Regions from separate parts of the Anser cygnoides genome. Here region 2 is linked to region 1. Evidence: chromatin contacts called from public Hi-C data. All regions are on one chromosome and are shown on one strand. The core of a region is the stretch at or near the end of the contact, and the rest is flanking DNA. Distances in the headings are between cores, read along the strand shown. Region 1 holds the start of SPRYD7 (SPRY domain containing 7). Region 2 holds the start of ATP7B (ATPase copper transporting beta).

Evidence for each region. Hi-C and Micro-C count contacts between places; a contact is called where the count stands out from the background.
Region 2: a Hi-C map of liver shows a contact between it and region 1, with 2.7 times the contacts expected there. The contact joins the promoter of ATP7B here to the promoter of SPRYD7 in region 1. A contact is called at or near these places in 2 of 7 Hi-C or Micro-C datasets (both in liver).

The regions. Positions count from the first base shown.
Region 1 is chr1:183,359,403-183,365,497 of Taihu_goose_T2T_genome, forward strand. It overlaps SPRYD7 (SPRY domain containing 7), which reads right to left and starts at 1,308. Exons shown (of 5, transcript XM_048052495.2): 1 at 1,105-1,308. The coding sequence starts at 1,210. It overlaps LOC106035048 (a long non-coding RNA gene), which reads right to left. Exons shown (of 10, transcript XR_010828067.1): 10 at 1,517-3,440.
Region 2 is chr1:184,325,556-184,331,212 of Taihu_goose_T2T_genome, forward strand. ATP7B (ATPase copper transporting beta) reads right to left here and starts at 2,762. Exons shown (of 23, transcript XM_066989548.1): 1 at 2,392-2,762; 2 at 1,396-1,522. The coding sequence starts at 1,504. ALG11 (ALG11 alpha-1,2-mannosyltransferase) reads left to right here and starts at 2,831. Exons shown (of 4, transcript XM_013179668.3): 1 at 2,831-2,945; 2 at 3,834-4,067; 3 at 4,805-5,657. The coding sequence starts at 2,851.

The DNA of each region.
Region 1 (6,095 bases), core at 58-2,557:
AGAAGTCTGGAAGCGGCCCTTAAAAGCCCTAGACACGGAGAACAATTTTTGTTCTTTCAGCCCCAAGTAAGAGCTTCATTAGTCCAAGAGAATTACGATGACGGGCCACGCTTTGAAGTAAGAAACGGGAGGCTGTTTATAGGCTGGTTCATCTTTCAAGTAGGGTTTATTTATTTAAAACCTATACGCTGCTCTAATTTCATCTCTTGGGCTTTAAGGCACCACGCTGATTACAGCCTTTGCTCAGCCACATCAGAGGCATAACTTACAATTTAGTCAGAAGGGCTCGCTGTGAGGAGGACCTAAGCCCTGTACTCGGTCTCTATAGACTGGAGAAAAACATTCTGCAGTGAGAAGGAAAGGCACATCAAGTAGAAACATGTGATGGACTTGCGAGGCGTTCAGGTATTCTCAGGTGAAGTCCTTTTGTTAGAAACATGCCTGCCAGTATGGAGAGGGGAAAAAAAAGAAACGTAATCCTGCTAGGTTCTCTTTCTCTGGCAGAAGACTTCACCTATAGGTACCGTTGGCACAGCCATGAATATGGTAGACTCCCCAGGTCCAAAACAGGCCAGGAATTGCGCTGGAAAGCAGCCAGGCTGCTTTCCTCCTCACTGAGCTGTGGATGAAGGGCTGCCTCCTCGATGGAGCCTGGGCACGGCTTGGTGTGAAGATCACCTCAAGAAGAGCTTCAGGCAAGGCTGCAAACGGTTCTGCTCCTTCCCTGAAGCCAAGGAAGGTGACCGCACACCCGCTCACATCATCTGCCTCAACTGAACCTAACTCAAACCTCTTTTTATTATTTTTATTTTTATTTTTATTTTTTTCGGCTTCCTCTGCAAACTCTTTCGATGCGAATCCCTTCGCATCCCTTGGCGGTGGGCTGCATTCCCAGGCACCTGCTGCCAAGTGCCGACCCCTCCCCGCGCCCTTCCACCACAACCCACGCCACAAAGCAAGGCGAGAGCCCCCTGAGGCCTCCCCCTCACCGCCTCATGCACGGCGACCCCAAAACGACAGCTTTTCCCCCCAAAATAACTCTCGCGGTGACACCTCCCGGCCCCGGGAGCCGCCTCCCCGAGGCTGAGGGGCAGCCGCGCTCACCCATGCGCTGCGTGTCGAGCTGCACCGCCGGCATCTCCTTCAGCGGGATGTGGCCGGCGCCGCCATCCCGGCACCAGCGGAGGCAGCAGAAGGCGGAGGCGGCCATGGCTTGGCCGGGCCGAGCCGAGCCGAGCCGAGCCGAGCCGAGCCGGGCCGGGCCGGGCCGAAGCGCGCAGCCGCCGCCGAGCCGCGAGATGGCGGCGGGTCGCGGCGCCCCCTGGCGGGCGGGAGGTGGCGGCGGGCGGGTGCGACATGGCGGGGCGCTGAGGGGAGCGCGGGGAGCCCGGCCCTCGGGGAGAGGCCTCGCAGCGGGCCGGGGGCTGGCAGCCGGGCAGGCTGGGCTCGGCTGTGCCTCCCCTGTGCCTCCCCTGCAGTGAGGGGTGATAATGCGACAGTGGGAGCCCGCCCGGACCCCGCTTTGCTCCCTTCACCCCGCTTCCCGCTCGGATTTTCTGTCAGAGAAACCTCCGGCAAATGTCGTGCCTGCTGGTCCACAACGCTCTGCCGACATCAAAATACATGTGTTTAAAGGCATATTTATCTCCAATTTGAGATGAAATTGGTCCCCGTGGTTTTCAGCTGCCATCTCATTTTGCTACATTTCACCTAGAAAGCTCCCTTAACGTTTTCCTGCAGTATGCACCTAATGTAACCCATGTGGTACAACATCATCCGTCTTGGGGGCTTACGCGGGTGTTCACATCCTTTGTTAAAGGAAAGCTTCACGGCAAGAAATATCTTATTGGTCTGGATGGGCTGTATCAGTCACACTTACCCCTTCGCTTGAAACATGAGGTGAAATGCTGCCTTCCTCAAAATTGTGCCTAAAACCAATCTGATTTTAAGAGCAGCTTTAAAATATGCTTCCTTTCTTTTATTGGACTTACTGTTACAGCCCATAAACATTTGGGGTCAAGAGCTGACTTCCTTAAAATATGCCAAATGGGATTATTCTTGGACTTCTAAGAAGTAAATATTAGGTGGAAACTGATGTTTATTCATTTCGTATGTAGGGCATCGTCGTCCTCATTGGTAGCTCGTTGTTCACATAATTAGTCCCATTTAAGTCACTGCGGGATTTTTATTGTCTGTCGCACACTGCGGGTTTGTTACAGTAAATGCTAAATGACAAATGTTAATATATTATATATAAAAAAAAAAAAGACTTAGGAAGAGACGCAACCTCCAGATGACTTCCTATCCTATTTCTTCTCTGTGCCCCAATAATCTCCTTTCTTCCCCAGAATGACCACTGGGGAAACAAGCACATCTTGCCAAAGCTGTCAGACTAAAGGGGAACAAGGCTTTTGGGGGGCGGTTGCTGGCACTTTCCCACTCCAATGCTTTCTTACTGGAGATCCTGGTTTCACCAGTCCCCAGACAGCAGCAGCTGTGGCGCTGGGTGTCCCCCAGAGCCAGCACCAAGCCCAGTGCTGGTGACAGCTCAGTGTCACGGCAGGGTGCATGGTAAAGCTGCCAAGCCCCACCTGGGAAAAGCAACAGGGGACAAGGCTGGTCAGGTGGAAAAAGGGAATGTCAGCTGGTAATAAATACAACTTTTTTGTATGCCTCTTGTGGAGGAGGAGGTGAGAAATGGCAGCAAGATAGTACCATATCTGTAATTTTTTCTTGACAGCCTGTTTAGAGCATATTTGAACAGCAAGATTTCACAAAATTTGTACAATGCCCAAGCAGCTGCCCCAAGGAAATGGAGATCTGGGCTCCAGCATTCACATGTATAACTGTGGTTGGCAATGAAGGGTTAATTCAGCGTCTGCTGAATTTCTTGAATGTGCATTTCTTTCGCTGGGGAGGCCAAGTATTTAGGGCCCTCCCACACTGGAAGCAAAATTATGCTCAGCATGCCTAAACATGCTTGTTGCTCACAGGGTTTTAGCTTTTTTTTTTTCCCTTGAACAGTAGCAGCAGAGACATTTTGTCTGGGAACCATGTTAGAAGAACAGGAAAAAGAACAGAAAAGAAGACCAGGTCTCATCCATTTCACAAACATGGGAGCGCTGGAGATTGTGCTGGAAGAGAAGGGTGGTCATAGACTTGTTTTGTTCCCTTGCTCTGAGTTTCATTCACAAAACACAACTGTCTCTCATTAGCCCTGCAAAATAGATCCACAGGCTGCAAATACGTCTCGGTAAGGTTCCCTGATGTCACCAAATTCGCAGGAGAGAGGGGAACTATGTATCACCCGTTGTTACAGCATGTAATACAACATCACCAATTAGTCTCAGCACGATAATTCCTCTTCATCAGAGCCTTGCTAGGGAAAAACACTGGGAATTGCTCCTCCACTGCCACAAGCATTTTGGAGGCATTTCCACCTGTGAAAATGAATTAAAGAAAGCAAAAAAAAAAAAGTTATTAAATGTGCTGGAATAGATGTAGTAACATCTTCGTGGGGCTTGCACAGAAGTAAATGATGGCGCAGGACTGGAAAATCAAGGTTTGTTTACTGAAAGCAGTCCTTCCACTCACAGGGTCAGGCCTGTGGTTTGGAAGATGATACAGACAAGGTCTCAGATGAAAAACAGGTTGTGCTCTTACTCTTCAAATCTTCGTTATAACGTGTTCTGGGGAGGATTTACTTTCTGTAGGAAGTCTCCTACTTCATGCAGTTAATCTGACACTCGCCAAGTCATAGCAGAAATTGTGTATGAAAATTAATTTTGTTCCCAGTTGTTCTGTTTACTTTGGAGGTCACTTCCCCTTTCCTTTCTATGCCGTAGAAGCAGAACCGATCAGGGCAGGGCTTTGATCTATAGGCAATCACAAACCTCATTAAAACCGACAGGCAGGCTGGCCAGGCTTCATTCAGGAAGGAGCAATTAAGCGCTTTTATGGCGTAAGATAGCGACAAACTAGAAACCGCTGCCCAGGGCACCGGGCTGCACAGCCAGGCACTGAGATGAGCTAATTCGTATGAGCAAGCACTAATTTGGGGAAAGTCAGAGTTCTCCGGGGACCGCTTGCAAGCACGGCAGCAAGAGCGCAGATTGGTTGCAGCTGTGTTTGCCTGCGTGCATGTCAGGGAGCGGAAACACCACGCGAGAGCCAGCAGACAGTGGGAGAAGCAGTGGTGCATGGCCCTGAGAAAAAGCCAAGGGACAGCTTCTTCTGGGCAAGCATCCTGGCGAGAGCAGCAGACTTGGACCGCCGCGCCGTATTCCCTCCCATTTGCTTCCTCTGCGTGCAAGGAAACGGGACGTGGCTGTACATTCTTTGTAAATAAATAGGATTACACCAAGGAGATAACTGAATTCACCACCACGTTTTCCTCCTAACGGGGAAATCTGGCGACGAGCTGAATATTAGTTAACCGTGCGGGTCAAAGTTCCGCATGGAAAACTAGGGAACTTTTTGGCACTGCTAAAATAGTCATCAGAGACCCTGCAGACACCGAGGCAGTCTCTGAAATTCAGACCTCAAAACTGCAGTCGATCATTTCAGCTGCTGATGATCCTTCACGGATTTTTAATGGCTACTGTCTCTACAATGCATATGAAAAGTAGTTTTTATGGAATGATAACAAGAAACTGCTTTCTCTGATCTCTCCTTTGGAGTGTTTAATACAGCCCAGATGTATCTGTTGAAAAAGAAGTGTGGTCAGATGCAATGTAGTTGTGCGACGTTTATACACGGCTAAGGTGTTTGATACACAGCGCTGCTCTGAATGGTTTATTCATGTTGTCTCACAGTGTCTTCTTACTGAGCTGTATTGGCATCGCCTCTCTGGCAGGTTTATTTCCATATTTAGGTCCCGACAGCAGCCACACAGCACATCTCAGGTTGCCTCTCTCCATTTGAGGATATGCTCACATGAATAGAGCAGCGTGCTTCAAGAAGTTATCATCCTAAAGCTGGACCTGATTCTGGGAGTGCTCCAGCACCTCTGCAACGGGCCGTGAAGCCTGAACCTCCTTCAGTGGGAAATAAAGGTAGACCTGGAGCCCAGGATAAGTCTGGGAAATGCCCTCAGCTCTTTTCTTCGGTGTTTCACCCTCGGAGACAAGTGCAATCAGACAAGTCTTTGGTAGCATGGCTTTGGAAAAGCTTTACTGATGGAGAAGACAAACCTGAGGAAAAAGAAAAAAAAAAACAAACAACTGCTACTTTTAACTCCTGCTGCTTTTATCCATCAGTTTTGTGATAGATATCTTCTCCAGCACAGCACAGAGGGTGGCTGAGGCCTGCAATAAGCAGCTGGTGTGGCCAAAGGGCAAGACTCTGTTACTTTTGGCAGCGATGCCAGCAAGAGCTGGCTGGAAGCATTTGGGAAATTATGGCTGGGGGGGAGGCACTTCTGTTTTATGTTGACACGTGTGCAGGCTGCCACTGGAACAGGCCCTCTCTCTAGCTCCCTTATGCTGGCATTAATGTCTGTTTGGCTGCGGGATCAGCTGGGTGAGGAGATTGATCCTGCTGAAAACCTTTTTTTTTTTAAACTGGATTAGCTTTCGGCTCCGTTGGCAAGCGGGCCTAACCTAACATGTGGCCGCATGGATGTCAGAGCCAGCAGAGAGAAGGCATCAGGAAAGCAAAACTAAGGGAAGGGAAAGGGATGGGGCTCTCTTTTGTCAGTAGCACAGTTGGCTTAACTCTCTGTCAATCCGCCTCTCAGAGCGAAAGTACCTGTTACAGCTTGAGTCAGCTTAATGGCTTGCATCCACAGAGAGGAAAAATCCTTATTCCTGTTTTCCTCCCTCCTCTTACGTTAGGTCTGGTGATTGTCTAATCGTGTTCTGAACTGGTTCAGCTCGTTGAATCAGCAGGAAACGAACCCAGGCACAGAAAAGGGAATAGCGTTCCGCTGGCATAGCGGGTTGAATCACCTCGGGAAAGTGTCTGTGAAGCGTGGTGGAGCTGGTACGGGCAAGGCGAGTAGCAGCAGGGAGCTGTCAGGCTGCAGGCTGAGCCACACCACACAGCTTCAGTCTCAGAAATCGCCCCTCACAATGCTTAACACAAGAACCGTGGTC
Region 2 (5,657 bases), core at 1,512-4,011, 970 kb after region 1:
GCTGTGGTTCTGTGAACTATAAATTATTAGAACTAAGAACACTATTTGGTACTCCCACCACCATGCAGATTTCTCCCTACAACGAGCAAGTTTACATGCTTCCAAAATAAAGAGAGCATCCCAGGCAGTCTGAGGTGACTATAAAATATGCACAAAGATCTGCAAAAGAAACAGGGGCCCCACTGTACTGCACTCTTCTCCTGCTTAGCACTGGTAAAGATCTGGAAAAGTTGCACCAGACTATGTATTTGTTTATGCAGATGCTTTATTTCAATGTGGCTGAGCTATAGGTTATATGCAGCCTATGTATAGGTTATATGCAGCCTTAAAAGACATCATGTTTCCTGGATTATTCTACATGGAAGTACCCGTCAAGAAATAAGTGTACATTATAAGGAAAGCACCATGAAGCCTCAAAAAAAAAAAAAAACACCAAAAAAAATACATCAGAGATAGCTTCTCCTGCCAAAACAATTCCTCTGGCCTATCTGTTGTTTGCCTTGGGAGCAAAAGCAAGACAAGAACAGTTCTACGAATACTTTGCTCTTGAACTGTCACCAGGAAAATTACGTGACTGTAGAGGCTTTGTAGCACTAAAGCTGGCCAGTCGATCTGCATCCGTGCAAAAATTTTTCTGGGAAGTGCCAGACCTATGTCCCACAGTGGCAGTGCTGTGCACAAAGCATGCCTGGCTGTCCGACTCCCTGAACAAACTCTGAGGCTCTCCCTGCTGGAAAGTTCACGCACTGCAAATCCAGTTTGCTGCCACAAGGCAGCTGTTTCTGTTGTGCCTGTGGAGATCAGCCTTTTTCTTCCATTTGCCAAAATGCACAAACATATACATTCCTTAAGAGGAGATTTTAGGAACTCACAAAAAAGTGGTTATACCATTTCAGGAAAAGCAAAATATTTTGTTGGGCTCAAGCTAAAACATACTCCCGACATTTAGGAATCCCTGAAGAAATGATATGCCTTGCACTGGAAGCTCTGTAGGCTAAATCCTCATTTCTCATTCCCACTACCACTAAGCTTGCAATGAGCCTTGACTGGAAAGAACAAGTTTCACTTTTCTAGCCATATGAAGTCAAAGGTGTCTGATGACTGAACAGAGACTTAAATTCAAAACACAGCATCTGTCATGTATGGCTCTGGCAACAAAATGGTATGTAGACGTCTACCTTTTTTTTTTTTTTAACTTGCTTCTCAGAACTCATTCAGTCTCATCTTAATTAAGCCGTGGCTAACTTGTGATCCACCAGCTTCATAAATAAACTCAATCTAAGACTCATACCTTCCAAGGGAGTGGCTATAAGCTCCTTTTCAAGTCAGTGGAGAGACACACAACTTTCATCATCTAAAACAGACCGGACTGCTTGTTCCCTAGAAGAACTATACCTCTTCTCTGAACCCGGGCAGTTAGCTTCAAATGTTGACATTGCAAGAAATGTGTCTCGAGTTGAGAGGTGTGAATCCAGCACAGATCTCTTCTGCAAGCATCTGACATGGTTCTCAGGCAGCTGGTCTGTTGGGGAAGAGAAGAAGATTAAGGGAGAGTAACTAGGGCCTGTTGCTCCCAATGTATGAGAAGCGTTGGATCAGGAATGAAATGTTAGAAATGTTAAGTCACTCTGGCCAGGCTTCCCAAGATAACTGTTCCAATGTAACTGCTCACATAAAGGCAGAGATGCCCTCGAAAAAAGTACAGGCAGTTGTAATTAGGGCAGTGAAGGCATTTAAATAACATCAGCAACAACTACTACAACTCTAACTTTCAAGGGTTGACACGTTTCCAACTTTCACCCCCATGTGAGGCTCCCTGTAAGCAGCACACAACCCAGGTGGGTCAGCACCAACTAATCATTACTTACACTCAGCTCTTTCCACTTCCAACACAGCAGAGGCTTTGTCTCTTGGCTTCAAGCTATAGCAATGTTCAAATAAACTCCTGGCCCTACAACATCTGCTGATCAGGAAGCCACAGGAGGACCTTCACAAGCATCCCAAACAGCCCCAAGACCTCAAAACACACCAAGAGCTATGACATGGAAGAGAGAGCTTCAGCCTCAATGAGGTTGAAAGATCAGGGTTTGGTAGAGGTAAAGCATCTTTGAAATACCTTCCAATTTTGGACAGATCAGCTCTGCAAGAGACTGGAGACAGTCTTACCTGCAACAGATCTGCCTGCACCACTACCACCCACTGAACCATGTCCCTAAGCACCACGTCCAACCTTTCCTTGAACACCCCCAGGGACGGTGACTCCACCACCTCCCTGGGCAACCCGTCCCAGTGCCTGACTGCTCTTTCTGAGAAGAAATGTCTCCTCATTTCCAACCTGAACCTCCCCTGGCACAACTTGAGGCCATTCCCTCTAGTCCTATCACTGGTTACCTGCAAGCAGAGGCCGACCCCCAGCTCCCCGCACCTTCCTTTCAGGTTTTGGCAGACAGGGCTACAATGTGTAAACGCTCCCCCTCATCTAGCTCTCGGCAGCCTCACACGGTGAGGGGGCACACACCGGGTTTCTCACCCCGCTCCCCAGGCGGCCATTTTAGGCACACGAAGCCTCCCTGCACGACGCAGCTGCAGCAGCAGCGTTTGGAAAAGCAGCACAGCCCAGCTTATCACTACACCATTCCTCCGGTCTGTGAGTATCCCCCCAGTGGAGACAAAACAGAAGGGGAGGTAAAAGAGGAGGTGAAAACCCGAGATCCAGCAGTACCCACAGCAAACCCCACAAACAGCGCCCCCCTACTTTTGCCCCCACCACCCCCCTGCTGCCTTTTTCCCTCCCCTCAGGCGCCCATTCTATGCCCCGCCCCCTGCCTGTCCATCTCCCGCGGGGAGCCAATGAGAGGGAGACGCAACGCCCGCTTGGCCCCGCCCCCCGGGCTGCCTCCTCTTCCGTCAGGACGCCACAAGATGGTGGCGGGCGGGACGGGCAGGTATGGGAGGAGGGGGCGGCACCTCTGTGGGGAGCGGGCCCCGGGCTGGGGCCACCCTCAGCTGCCTCAGGGAGGGGAGCCCGGGGAGGGGAGGGGAGCCCGGGGAGGGGAACGTGGTGCTGGGCTGTGCTCTGAGGGCAGGCTGAGCGGCTCTACAGTAATGCAGGGCCTAAAGGGGCTGGCTCGGCTGAGGGAAAGCTCGAAAAAGTCTGTTTAAGGGTTGTTTGCTGTGGCTTTGCAGCCTTTATATGGCTTGTAGCCTTTATATGTCTTTATGTGCCTTTATGTGGTGTGTATATGGGTGTATAGTGTGTAATGTAATGTCTGTGTATGTCAGCATGTTATCCTGATACTATATATGCCATGTATATATATATATATGTATGCACAAATATCTAGTATTAATGCTCCAGAATTGATCATCGGAAAAAATCTTTCCCCAAACAACACGCTTTTATGATAGTCGTTGAAATGAACCACCAATATCAGTGATCTAATTCCCGATATCGCCCCATAGCTCTCTACCCATAAGCCCATCTCTCTATCACAGAATCACGGAGTCATCTGGGTTGGAAGAGACCTCCAAGATCACTGAGTCCAACCTCTGACCTAACACTAACAAGTCCTCCACTAAACCATATCACTAAGCTCTACATCTAAACGTCTCTTAAAGACCACCAGGGATGGTGACTCAACCACCTCCCTGGGCAGCCCATTCCAATGCCTAACAACCCTTTCGGTATGAAGAAGTTCTTCCTAATATCCAACCTAAACCTCCCCTGGTGCAACTTTAGCCCATTCCCCCTCGTCCTGTCACCGCGCTGTGTCTCTTCTATGTAACAATTAATTATTTAACTCCTCTACTTAACGATTTCCCACTCCTTTCAGGTTGCTGTGCTCGCTGCTGGTCCCGGCGTTGTTTCTCAGCGGAGCTCTGTGCCTCTGCGTGGCGGTGCTGCTGTGGGCAGCGCGGCTCTGGCTGCAGGCGAGGAAGCAGCGGCTCAGCCCGGCAGGGAGGGACGGGCAGCGGCCCGTGCTGGTGGCGTTTTTTCACCCGTATTGCAACGCGGGGGGCGGAGGGGAGAGGGTCTTGTGGTGTGCCATAAGGACGATCCAGAAAAAGTAAGCACACGTTTATCAAATACAACATTTCACGCTCAGCTTCTTATGGTATTCTTTATGCAAATTGTGTTATTTTTGCATATTTAAATGGGTATCGTTAATGTACAGGCCCTAAAGGTTTTCTTTTTAGATCTGTGTTTCACCTGGTTGCGCCTTCTTGCTTCAGCACTCTGCCCGGATTTTATTCCATCCTGTGTCTTCTGCACAACTGCGGCACCTGTCACTTCTTTCCTCCTAAGCCGAACCGCTCCTCTCTCATCGTTTTTTTTTGGTATCAGTATTGGACTTTTAGGGACACATCAGTTACCTGCACACAAATTCTAGTTTTGATACTCGCCTCTTGTTGCGGGAGACAAAGTTAATATCTGAAGTGGATTCAGCATTGGCACAACCCCTGGCTTTGTGCAGCCTTCTGCATTTTGTTCATGCTGTGTGCTAGATGGACATCTAATGTAGTGCAAGGCACTCTTAAGTCTGATATTGATTAATACGGAGCTCATTTATCTTTTACTCTAAAAAAAAACAGTCTTCAGTCATCATGCTTTACTGTGGGTCAGAAAAAATAAAATAGAAGTATAAGGGAAAGAATTCATAGAATCAGTTTAGTTAAATCAAAATCATTACAGAGATGTTTGCTTTGAACATTCTTTTGGATTAATTTTGAATGGATAATGTTTTAGTTTCATGTTATAAAACTTTATGAGAACGTGTGAAATCCTTTTTCCTTACTCTTACAGGTACAAAAACGTAACGTGTGTTGTTTACACTGGTGACAGAGATGCCACTGGAGAAGAAATAGTAGCAGGTGCTTTCAGAAGGTTCAATATTAAATTAACTCATCCTGTGAAGTTTGTGTTTCTAGAAAAACGCTATCTCGTGGAAGCTTCTCTTTATCCTCACTTCACTTTGCTGGGACAAAGCTTAGGCTCTGTGTTCCTTGGCTGGGAAGCTCTTCTGAAGTGTGTTCCTGACATTTATATTGACTCGATGGGTTACGCCTTCACGCTCCCCCTCTTTAAATATTTAGGAGGTTGTCGCGTTGGATGTTACGTCCACTATCCCACCATCAGCACCGATATGCTGTCTGTGGTCAGGAATCAGGACACCAGGTTTAACAACGCAGCCTTCATTACAAACAATCCGCTCTTCAGCAAATTCAAACTCGTCTACTACTACTTGTTTGCGTTCTTGTATGGATTGGTCGGTTCTTGCAGCGACGTGGTTATGGTTAATTCTTCGTGGACGCTCAATCACATCCTTTCCATCTGGAGAACTGGGGCTTGCACTAGCGTGGTGTATCCGCCGTGTGACGTCCAAACTTTCCTGGATATTCCACTGGAAGAGGAAAAGAGCACCGCTGAATGTTCAGTTGTTTCCGTCAGCCAGTTCAGGCCTGAGAAAGATCATCCTTTGCAGATCAGAGCCTTTGCTAAGCTGCTGAAAGAGAAGGGACTGGGGCAGCAGCCATCACTGAAGCTTGTTTTAATTGGAGGCTGTCGTAACCAGCAAGATGAAGAGCGTGTAAATAACCTGAAACGTCTTTGTGAGGAGCTGGGAGTTAGTGACAACGTGATGTTCAGAATAAACATT